2 separate regions of the Mus musculus genome follow, and region 2 is linked to region 1. Evidence: chromatin contacts called from public Hi-C data. All regions are on one chromosome and are shown on one strand. The core of a region is the stretch at or near the end of the contact, and the rest is flanking DNA. Distances in the headings are between cores, read along the strand shown.

Region 1 (5,592 bases), core at 1,670-4,169:
TCTCATGATTTTAAATTCCATCCTCATTCCTCCAGATGTCTCTGAGGTAGTCTGGGCTTCTCCACTGGGCACCAGATTCATATGCAAATGTCAACTCCACATCCTCACATGGATGTCTAACATTAAAGGGCCTTAAACTTAACGGATATGGAACTGAGCACTTGTTCTTTCCCCCTCTCATAAGATGGTAACTCCATTCTTTCAGGTGCTCAGGCCAAAAATCTTCAGGTGGGAATGAATCCATCTGGAAATTCTCTTCAGAATACATCAGACACAGATGGCTGCAGCTCTGGTTCACATGCCAATCATCTCCCGCTGCATCATTTCAACAGTGTTCTCTCCACTCTCTGTACAAGTACCCTCACCCACTCCATTCTATCCTCAACAGACCCTCCTAACACAAGAGACAAGACTCATCACTCCCTAAGCAATGTGTATGTCACCATTGTCAGCCCTCCCTGAGAAAGTATAATCTACATCTAGCCAGGGTTGTTGCTATATTTCCAGAGTCTTAGACAGAGGCCAGCACACAGCAGCTACTCAATAACTATGTGTGAAAGAATGGATGGATCAAGATTTCCCAAACCCTACTCTACGTTTGAATTTATTTTACAAGTCAAAACTGTCCTGAGCAGAGCAAGAGGAATGGCTCAACCGTTTACAGCTTTGCTATTCTTGCAGAAGAGCCTGGTTTGGTTCCTAGCACCCACACAGTGGGTAACAACTAACTACCTGTAACTTCAGTTCCAGGTGATCCAATGCCCTCTTCTAGCTTCCTCTGGCACTGCAGCTGTGTTGTACATGAGCATACATGGAGACAAAGCATCTCTTCACATAAAAGTAAATCTTCTTTAATATCTTTATTACTCCATATTAAATCATGTTTTCTGTTTTCTGGTAGCAGGAGTCAGTCTAACACCCACATGTTATCTTGTCTAGTCCTCTCAACAACTCTGAAAGTTGGGTAGATTCCTCCAACCAAGTAACCAGATGGGGAAATTAAATTGCCTATGGCAGGTCTCAAAGCTGGCACATCTCAAAGCCAGGACCTCCAGCCCATCTGATAGTTGCCCAAACTACTATTGCCTGTGGCATACCAACCCTCCCCTGAAAACCAGTAGGACTTACAGTCAGAGAGGAATGCAAAGTCAGAGGTATGAGGGCAACAAGAGAACCATGATCCTCAAGAGTCATCAGATGACAGAATAATCACCGCTTTCCTGGTTTATTTCATGATCCTGCGTTCCACAGTCTGTCTCGGGGCTGTGCTTGTGCGGGCATGTTTTTTGTCTCTCTCTTAGCTCCCCATTCTGTGTCTGGTACAATTTAGATTTTCAGTGAACAGATGGACAATCTGTTTTAAGTATAATTCTGCTTAATACCTTAAAATCCCAATTGAGGAGCTGGACAGATGACTCATCAGTTAAGAGCACTTGCTGCTCTTCCAGAGAGCCCAGATTCCATTTCCAGCATCCATGTGGTGATTCACAGCTGTCTGTAACTCTAGCTCCAGCGCCCTCTTCTGGCTTCTGAGGACACCAGGCATACATATCATGCACAAACATACATGCAGACTAAATAATACACATAAAATAATGTATTTTTTAAAATCCTGGCTGAACACCTGGCTTGTGCTAATCCTTGTCCCTGTGATGTTTACATCCTAAGAAGGGACAGACATTAAAATAACAATAATCACATAATAGTTTATACCTGTAGTCCCTGCCCTTGGGGTGCTGGTTACCCTGGACTATACAGAGAATTTCAGGCTACTTACGCTGACCTACAAGGAAAAGAAAACATAAACAGAAGAAACTTACTAATGGCATAAAGGAAAGGGGTGAGGATACTGGGAAATAGGAGCAGGAGGCATTTCTAATTAAGAGAAAAGTTGTCAATGGGGGAAGAATAAAAGGAGAAACAGCCCATCCTAAGGAGGGAGGGAGAGTCTGTTTTTGAGGGAATACGGTGGCAGGTGTGCCAGCAAAACTGATAACCTCATCTGCCCAGTGGCCAGCTATGCTTTCTAGAGCCTGCCAAAGATGGAGGATGTAAGTCAGCTGGTCCTCACTGTTGTAACCAGCTGTCCTTAGTGTCTTTATATCCAGAAATCCTGAACCTATTTCTTCCCTTTTTGGGGTACGGGGTGGATATAATTTAGGGAACTAGTCATTGAAAATCATGATGTTGAGGAGTTACTGGGATGGCTCCAGAGGAGTAGAAGATATGCTGGGTGTGGATACGGCTAAGGGTGGAAGATATGCTGGGAGTGGAAGATATGCTGGGTGTGGGTATGGCTAAGGGTGGGGTGGGGGTGGGGATGGTGGGGACAACAACTAGCCACTGGCCATTGATGACAGTGTCTGTTCTCTGCCCCACTCCCCCAACTTTAGCAGCAGGGGATCAGGTCCAGCAGACTGCTGCTGGAAATCCAGCTCTGACTGTAGGAAGGAGTTAAAGAAGTCTTGTCGAAGGCCAGAGGGACAGACCCGTGTTTATCCAGGAAAAGAAGTCAGACGTAGGCAGCAGAGGCCCCTGCCAGCTCCTCCCTGAAACACTGAGCTAGGGGAGCAAGCTAGAAAGAAAGCTGGTCCCCTACGGTTCTGCACTCTTTACAGCCAGAAGCTGCGACTGCCCATAGGTAAGGTCTACAATCTTAGAGCATTACTGAGCCAGATACGGGCTAGGAGTCCCTGGCAGACTACTGGCACTTTCATTGTTCATGGTGATTCCACGCAGGGGTGCACTGAGCTCACTGCAAAGAAGCCTTCCTGGGCCTGCACTGGGGGTGGCAGAGAATCAATAGTGCCTTTGTGCTCTAAGGTTTCCTAAGGAAAAAGAGTGGACAGTAGGAGGAACCGCCTAACTGCTCAGCTCCGCCTTACAGCCTTGCTCTGTGGCTGCGGCCTGGCTGAGAAGCTAGGGATAAAGAGGAGGGGAGAGGGGGTCTGTGCCTCATCGAAAGAAGGGAATCTCCTTGGACTGGCCCTGCTTGTCTACTGGTCAGCAATCAGGTGTGTTTCCGGCTGCCAGGAGCAGAAGTGAGTCCTTTTCAGGAGCAATTTGAGAAGGTGAACGTGATTTGGGGAGGAGACAAGAGTTAGGTGGGGCTAGTGCCCAAAGATAAGTCAAATCAGAGAAGCTAACACAACAGCCGCCTGCACAAGCAATGAGCTTCCAGGGCCCCAGACCAGATTCTAGGTGCAGGACAAGAAAGCCAGTCTACTTAGGGCCGTGGTGACCTTATGGAACTAGAGTATATATGAGCAGAATTAATATCTGGGTCTGTAATTGTGACTACAAATCTTTAGGTTGTACGGGTGTTAGTCCCTCTAACACTGAAGTGGGTGGAACATCCTTAGCAATAGGAAGTCTAAATACTTAGCCATACAAGGCCTCCTTCTGAAAATCATTTTAAGATTATTTCTAAGACGTATTTTATGTGAATGTTTTGCCTGTGTGTATGTATGTATGTATGTGCACCACGTGCATGCCTGGTGCCTGCAGAGGTCAGAAGAGGGCGTTGGATCCCTTGGAACTGGAGTTGTGGATGAGTGTGAATTACCATAGGGGTGCTGGGAGCCACAGCTTCTGCTGGACCAACAAGTGCTCTTAACCATTGAGCCATCTCCAGACTCTGAAAAAACCTTCTGTCTGGTCTCGTAATCCATTTCTCCAGTTTCCAGACTTCACCTGTTCTTTTACCTGCTTATATATGCCAGACTCGTGCCCCATGAGTGTGGGGACAAGGCCACAGAGGCAGACAGCTAAGTGTTTGCTCTCCGCAGCAGCATCGATTCGCATCCTCTTCTGTTCTCTCAGCGCACCTCAGGCCAGAGCCTCCAGCCGGGAGGCTGAACTTGGACCTTCTCCGCCTCGGTGTTCCTTTACCCCCACCCACTGCATGTGGCTCTTGGAGAAAGCCGGTTATAGGGTACGGACCGCAGAGGCCCGGGCGCTGCAGGCGCACCCCAGCCTGGTCCCCAAGCGCCAGGCCCGGGGCTCGCCCTCGCGCTGCAACCCTAATGTCCTCACCCCCGACCGCATCCCACAGTTCTTCATACCGCCTCGGCTCCGGGACCCAAGAGGCGCCGAGGGCAGGGTGGACCGCAACCCGGGCGGCCGGAACCTCCCGGTGGCCTGCTCGCTGCCGCACCTGGCGGGCCGCGAGGGCTGGGCCTTCCTGCCCGAGAGCCCGCACACGCGTCGCCGCGAGTCCTTGTTCCACGGGCCGCGCGGCCTGGCTGCAGGCCTGGCCCCGGCGCAGTCACGGCTGCACGTCTCGGCCCCCGACCTCCGCCTCTGCCGGGCCCCAGACAGCGACACGGCCTCGTCGCCGGACTCCTCGCCCTGCGGCTCCCCGCACACGCCCAGGCCGCAGTCCCTGTCCCCCGACGAGGCCAGCTCGGCGGACACTAGTCCGTACGCGCCGCGCCGTGCGCCACCGCTCTTCCACCTGGACTTCCTCTGCTGCCAACTGCGGCCGACCAAGGACAGCGTGCTGCGCCTGGGGCCCCGCGGCGGGCAGCTGCGCCTGTCCACCGAGTACCAGGCGGGGCCCGGGCGGCTGAGGCTGCGCCTGGTGAGCGCCGAGGGGCTGCCTCGGCCGCGGACCCGCCCCGGGAGCGGTGGCGGCGGCTGCTGCGTGATTCTGCGGCTGCAGCCGCGCGTTAGGCCTGGAGCTCAGCGGAGCCGGGTGGTCCAGAGCAGCTGCAACCCTATCTTCAACGAAGACTTCTTCTTCGAGGGGCTGCGCCCGCCGGATCTGGCCGTCCGCAGTCTGAGGGCCAAAGTGCTGGACAGGGGCGCGGGGCTGCGCAGGGACGTGCTGCTGGGGGAATGTGAGACGCCCCTCATCGCCCTGCTGCCCCCACTGGCTGGAGGTCTAGGCCCTGGGTCCTCCCTGGCACCTACTCATCTCAGCCTGTAGACTGATAGACACCACAGCTTTCTTGGGAGGTTTCCACTGGGTCTGCAGACTTCATCCTTGCCACCTGCCCGGCATGTATTTATTTTTGTTAATAAAACATCAGTTTGTCTCTAGCTGCATGCTTTCCAGTGGGCACCAAAAACTCTAGGCTTTGCAGCAAGTCTTTTCCACCCAGCCCTTCCTTAAGCAGTGCTTGAGACCCGGAATCCCTGGAAGTGCTTGTTAAACATGGAGAGCCTAGAGTCCATCCCCAAGCGAGTCTGCTTCAAGAGTCCTAGATTGAGTTGGCTCTAGGTGCCTGTCTTAGCTTTATTTCCGTTGTTGTGATAAACTATCTCCCCATCACACACACACACACACACACACACACACACACACACACACAAAAGCAGCTTTTATGGAGAAAGGGTTCATTTGGCTTACAATTCTAGATGATAGTACACCATTGTGGAGAAGTTATTGCCAGGACTTGAAGCAGCTAGTCACTTCCACAGTGAGGAGCAGGGAGAGAGACAATACAAGCTGGAGAGCTGGTTCAGTGGTTAAATGCAAAGGACTCAAGTTCAGTTCCCAGCACCCACATCAGGCAGCTCATAACTGCCTATCAAACTACAGTTACAGGGGATCTAATGCCCTCTTGTGGCTTATAAAGGTCAGGTGGG
Region 2 (5,677 bases), core at 2,894-5,393, 250 kb after region 1:
AAGTAGACACTATCATCTTGTGAAGCTTAGAGAGTTTAAATAACTTTTCCAACTAACGTGGATTGTAAGAAGGATACAATAAGCAAGGGCAAAGCCCACAACTCTATGCTACACAATCTCACTACTGCCAAATGACCAAACAAAGGATGAGGGAGTATCAGGTGAGTTTCTTTATTGCTGGTGCAGCTTTCTGAATCTACCATAAGGAGGACACACAATCTACCTGCTCCCCATTCCCTGGGATCAACGAAGATAGTAGGTGAAGTGACAATTTGGTTTCTTTAAAAACCACAGAAATATTCTAAGAATATCCTTTCCTTTTTTAAATTTTTATCTATTTATTTATTATAAGTATACTGTAGCTGTCTTCAGACACTCCAGAAGAGGGCGACAGATCTCACTGAGGATGGTTGTGAGCCACCATGTGGTTGCTGGGATTTGAACTCAGGACCTTCGGAAGAGCAGTCAGTGATCTTACCCCATGAGCCATCTCATCTCTCCAGCCCTGTCCTTTCCTTTAAATCCCAGGTGTAGGGATATGGGGCTGCTTCAGATTGTCTGCAGCAACTGACTATGATTTGCCTCGTGCTCTAGCAGAGGCATAGTTTTGCCAGCTATAGATAGTTTCTTCGATTGTGTGACGTTTGGAACTCTGGGAACTTTTCAGAGAATATATTAAATCCTAGAGTCCCACTAGGTGGGGGTTGGGGTGTGTGTGGTTATAGGTCGTTGGTTACGTAGGGGGGTTGTTTGTGGTTTGTTAGTAGCCGTGGACAAAGAAATAAAAGGAAAGAAACAAGATTCAGGCATTTTCCTAACTCCTCTCTATCCTTGCTCTCCTAATGTTAGGGAGTAAAACTACTTTGGGGGAAAAAGAACCCACAAAGTAGCAAAGACCTTTGCAGTACACAAAATTCTTTTTAATTTAAAAATTTTTTATGTGTATGGGTATTTTGCCTACATGTGTATCATTTGCATGCCTTGACTCTTAGAGGCCAGATCACCTGGAACTGGAGCTGAATACAGTTGTAAACCATTATATGGGTGCTGGGAATCAAATCTAAGTCCTTTTGAAGAGCAGTTGGTGCTCTTAAACCACTCAGTCCTGTCTTCAACCAGACCCAAAAAAAATTTTTTTAAAGTTATTTTTAAGTTCATTGGCGTTTTGCCTGCATGTCTGTCTGTGTGAGGGTATCAGGTTCTCTAGTGCAATGCCATGTGTGTGCTGGGAATTGAATCCAGGTCCTCTGGAAGAGCAGCCAGTGCTCTTAACTTCTGAACCATCTCTCCAGTTACCAGGAAAATTGTTTGTTTGTTTGTTTGTTTGTTTTTTCGAGGTATGGTTTCTCTGTGCAGCCTTGATTGTCCTGGAACTCACTTCATAGACCAGGCTGGTCTTGAACTCAAGAAATCCACCTGCCTCTCCCTCCCAAAGGCTGGGATTAATGATGCATCCCCTCCCGGCTAGGAAAATAATAACTCTTCTTCTTCTCCTCCTCAAGATTTGTTTTTGTTGTTGTTGTTTATCTAAGTTACTGTTACTGACTTCAGACACACCAGAAGAGGGCGTCAGATCCCATTACAGATGGTTGTCAGCCACCATGTGGTTGCTGGGAATTGAACTCAGAACTCTGGAAGAGCAGTCAGTGCTCTTAACCGCTGAGCCATCTCTCCAGCCCCACCCCCGCTTTGTTTTTTTTTTTAAAGATTTATTTATTTTATAAATAATAGTACACTGTAGCTGTCTTCAGACACACTAGAAAAGGGCATCAGATCCAGTTACAGATGTTTGTGAGCCACCATGTGGTTGTTAGGAATTGAACTCAAGGGAAAGGACAGTTTCTAAATATTTTATTTATTTATTTAATGTATATGAGTACACTGTAGCTGTACAGATGGTTGTGAGCCTTCATGTGGTTGTTAGGAATTAAATTTAGGATCCTGAACCCCACTCTCTCAGTCGCTGCTTGCTCTGAGCCCAAAGATTTATTATTATAGATAAGTACACCGATGCTGTCTTCAGACACACCAGAAGAGGGCATCAGATTTCATTATGTAGTTGCTGGGATTTGAACTCAGGTCCTTCGGAAGAGCAGTCAGTGTTCTTACCCACTGAGCCAACCCACCAGTCCAAAGGGGCCATTTCTTTTTATTCTTTTTTCTTTTTCCTTTTTTTTTTTTTTTTTTTTTTTTTTTTGGTTCTTCCAGACAGGGTTTCTCTGTGTAGTCCTGGCTGTCCTGGAACTCACTCTGTAGACCAGGCTGGCCTCAAACTCAGAAATCCGCCTGCCTCTGCCTCCCAAGTGCTGGGATTAAAGGCCACCACGAGGGCCAAAGGGGCCCTTTCTAAAGAGACTGAAGTAAACACTCCAGGAGGTTGCCATGCTGATGAAGTGGGTGTGTCTTTGTTCCTGTTACCCTTCTTCGGTTCCCCTGTTTTCCAGGTGATTTGCTTTTCTCTTTCAGCCAAACTGTAGTCCCCATGCCCTCTGCATAGTCCCAGTGACATTTGCTGGTATTGTCTCTTTCAGCTGAAATGCCCCTCCCCGATTGACCAATCAATTCATTAAATTCTTTTTTTTTTTTTTTTTTTTTAAATTTTTTTTAGATTTATTTATTGGTTATATGTAAGTACACTGTAGCTGTCTTCAGACACTCCAGAAGATCTCATTATGGATGGTTGTGAGCCACCATGTGGTTGCTGGGATTTGAACTCCGAACCTTCGGAAGAGCAGTCGGGTGCTCTTACCCATTGAGCCATCTCACCAGCCCCAATTCATTAAATTCTTATTTGTAGTTGGGCATGGGGGTGCATGCTTTAATCCCAAGACTGGGGAGGCAGAGGCAGGCAAATCTCTGTGAGTTGGAAGTCAGCTTGGTCTACAAAGTGAGTTCTAGGACAGCAAGAGCTATGTAGCAGGACTGTCTCAAAACAAACAAACAAACAAACAAAAAACCGAGCAAATGAACAAACAAAACTTACTTTTAGTTGATAAAGAGTATTATGTAAGACACAGTGGTGGCCCATGCCTTTAATCCCAGCATTTTGGAGACAGAAGCAGTTGGATCTCTGAGTTCAAGGCCAGCCAGGTCTATGTAGTGACCACTTCCCCAAAAAGCCTTCAGCTGGTCTTCCTGTCCTCCAAATGTGCTTAATGATTTCCGCTGCACATGTTCTTCCGGTCTTTTCTCCTGGCCTCATATCCCCCAGGCTCAGTTCTAGCATCACATCCTTCCTACTGTCTCTGCATTATTATCCACCTCTTCACGGGCTGGCCCAGCAACCCAGCAGAATCCTGGAGGAATACAGCCCTGTCCTATAGCAGAGCTTGGCTTAACACTGTGCACACAACAGAGTGTTTTGTTTCTTTTAATATTTGTTTATTTATTTAATATATGAGTACACTATAGCTGTCTTCAGACACACCACAAGAGGGCATTGGATCCCATTACATATGGTTGTGAGCCACCATGTGGTTGCTGGGAATTGAACTCAGGACCTCTGGTAGAGCAGGCAGTGCTCTTAACCACTGAGCCATCTCTCCAGCCCTAAAAGTTCATTTTTTCATTGACTTTGTTTTGCAAAACTTCCCACCTAGTAATATACATTTTACACAAAATGTCAGTTAAAACAGGACAGACAGAAGGGTGAGGCTGGGCCTAGGACCCCAGTAACAGAGAGGAAAAGACTGACTATGCGATAGTTCACTCAACTCAGACTAAACATTTTCTTCCCTTCAGCATGCTGAGGTCCCTGTGGTTTAAGACTTGGTGACCAATACCCTGTAGGGAAATTAATTATCCGGCCATCCGCCCTCAATCCCTTCTCCCACAGGGCTCCAGGGATAGAGATTTTAGCGTAAAGTCCTGAATTGGTCTCAGTGAGCCAGAAAGTACTTACCTTTAAGAACCATCTCTCTCACTCTCAGCCTGGATAAGCATTTTCCTTGGGAAAGGGGGGATATGTAGGTCTCCAACTTATGAGTTTCAAGGCCACAGTCTTATAATTGGGACAGACTAGAGGAAACAATTGCTCTTTGCAAAGCCAGAGCTCTAAATCAAAGCATGGAAAAGAGGCCAAGGGCCCTAGGCTAACATCTGTTGTTGAGTCATAGCCTGAACAGACTCAGGCCCTAGCTCAGCAGCTTGGCTCTGAGGAATCAGAGAACTCAGGGGATTCCACGGGCCCCACAAAAACAGCCACCCAGAACCAGGAGCTGGCTAAAGAGGGAACATTGCTTCTCTATCCCAGGGGGCATTATCCTCCTCCATTCAAGTATGGTGTCAAGCAGAACAGCTTCCCAAAGTGGAAATGTTTCATCGAACAGTTCATGGTCAACAGTGATTTAAAACGGGGACAAAGCCAGGCATGGTGGTACACACCTGTAATCCCAGCTCTTGGCAAGCAAGGCAGGGGATAGGGGCTTTTGAGGCTCCCAAGAAAGACACAGGGAGAGCTCCAGAGACACAAAGAAAGTGAACATTAGACACCTGTCTGGCCTGGAACTCACTATATAGACCATGTATACCTCAAACCCACAGAAATCAACCTGCCTTTGCCCCCTAATTACTGGGGTTAAAGGTGTGCACCACTATGCTCTGTGTTCCTTTTTTATTTATTCTAAGTCAGGGTCTTACTAAGTTGAGCAGGTTGCCCTTACATTTTCAGTCCTCCTTCCCCATCACCAAAGCAGCTGAGGCTAACAATCTGCTTCTCTTGGCTGAGACAGCATGTGCTACCAGGCTCTTTTCTGCTTAGTGCAAGGAAAAATGAAGACATGGAATATGGGCAGTTGTTGGGCAGGCAGGGAACAAGCGCTCCTGTGAGCTTTTTTTCCATCACCAGGCTTGCAGCCCAGGTTTATAGGAGGCTGACAATGATGGCTGCATGTCTGGGCAGCTCTTAACGCCCTCATGGCAGAGGTCCCAGAGAGGCAGAAATCAAGCCTCCTCGGTAGCACACAGGAGTTGGCTTAAAACACTACAAAACACAGGCAATAAAAGACAGCAGAAGCCAGGAGCTTGCCACCTCCTCAGCCCCATCCAACATCTCTAATTGGAAGGACTGTCGATGCTGTTGTTTCCCAGCTACTCTCCTGCATCCGCCCTGGCCTCGTTCATTCCTTGCAGCAGCCGCTCACCGCTCACCGTGGCTTGTAAAGCAGACCCCAGAGTTCTCTCTCCTTTTTTTTTCTTTCTGATCCCTTAGAGCCTTGTTTCTGGTCTCCAGAAAGTCTCCTGCCCACTTCCTATCTCTACCCCACATCTCTGCTCCTCCCATGTAGCTCAGCAGGCCCTGCAGGAGAGCCTCCCTTTCCTGCAGGGCAACACTCACTCCTGCATCCTCTAGCTAGGCCAGTCTTCTCGGCATCCTTGCCAACCCCACCCTGCTTCCACCCTGTTAATATTCTGACACAAGCAGTCTGGATATACCTGCGCCAAGCAAGACTGCCGGTGCAAGAGAAACCCAGGAGTCAGGAGCCGCAGCCACATCTGGGGCGGGATGTTTCCAGAGTGTTTTGATGCCTGTATTGTGAATACAGCTGAAGCAGGGGGAAAAGTTACAGTCTCAATAGAAAGAGAAAGGGAAACCAGAGGGATCAGGCAACAGGACCGTGTTGTCCATTTCCTTGGCCCAGAAGAGTTTGTGTAAATTCACCTATGTCTTGTTTGGCTC

The links. Hi-C and Micro-C count contacts between places; a contact is called where the count stands out from the background.
Region 2: a Hi-C map of uterus shows a contact between it and region 1, with 6 times the contacts expected there. The contact joins the enhancer-like site here to the promoter of C2cd4d in region 1. A contact is called at or near these places in 2 of 39 promoter capture datasets (hippocampal neurons and liver), 4 of 15 datasets of contacts at CTCF or cohesin (the G1E-ER4 cell line, large pre-B cells, liver and 1 more), 141 of 484 Hi-C or Micro-C datasets (the AML12 cell line, B cells, the BV-2 cell line and 79 more), 12 of 115 datasets of contacts at active chromatin or transcription factors (astrocytes, bone marrow-derived dendritic cells, embryonic basal ganglia and 7 more) and 4 of 9 other capture datasets (adipose tissue, embryonic tail, liver and 1 more).

The regions. Positions count from the first base shown.
Region 1 is chr3:94,359,525-94,365,116 of GRCm38.p6, forward strand. C2cd4d (C2 calcium-dependent domain containing 4D) reads left to right here and starts at 2,920. Exons shown (of 2, transcript NM_001136117.1): 1 at 2,920-3,014; 2 at 3,823-5,043. The coding sequence starts at 3,905. The coding sequence ends at 4,930.
Region 2 is chr3:94,606,653-94,612,329 of GRCm38.p6, forward strand. No RefSeq gene overlaps it. Among named protein-coding and RNA genes, the nearest start is that of Snx27, 27 kb to the left of the region's middle. Within about 2 kb of position 4,144, at least 81 of the 459 cell types and tissues checked have an H3K27ac peak or open chromatin away from gene starts, as enhancers often do. A contact at or near this core is called in the N1E-115 cell line, adipose tissue, astrocytes and 16 more, where this site is marked.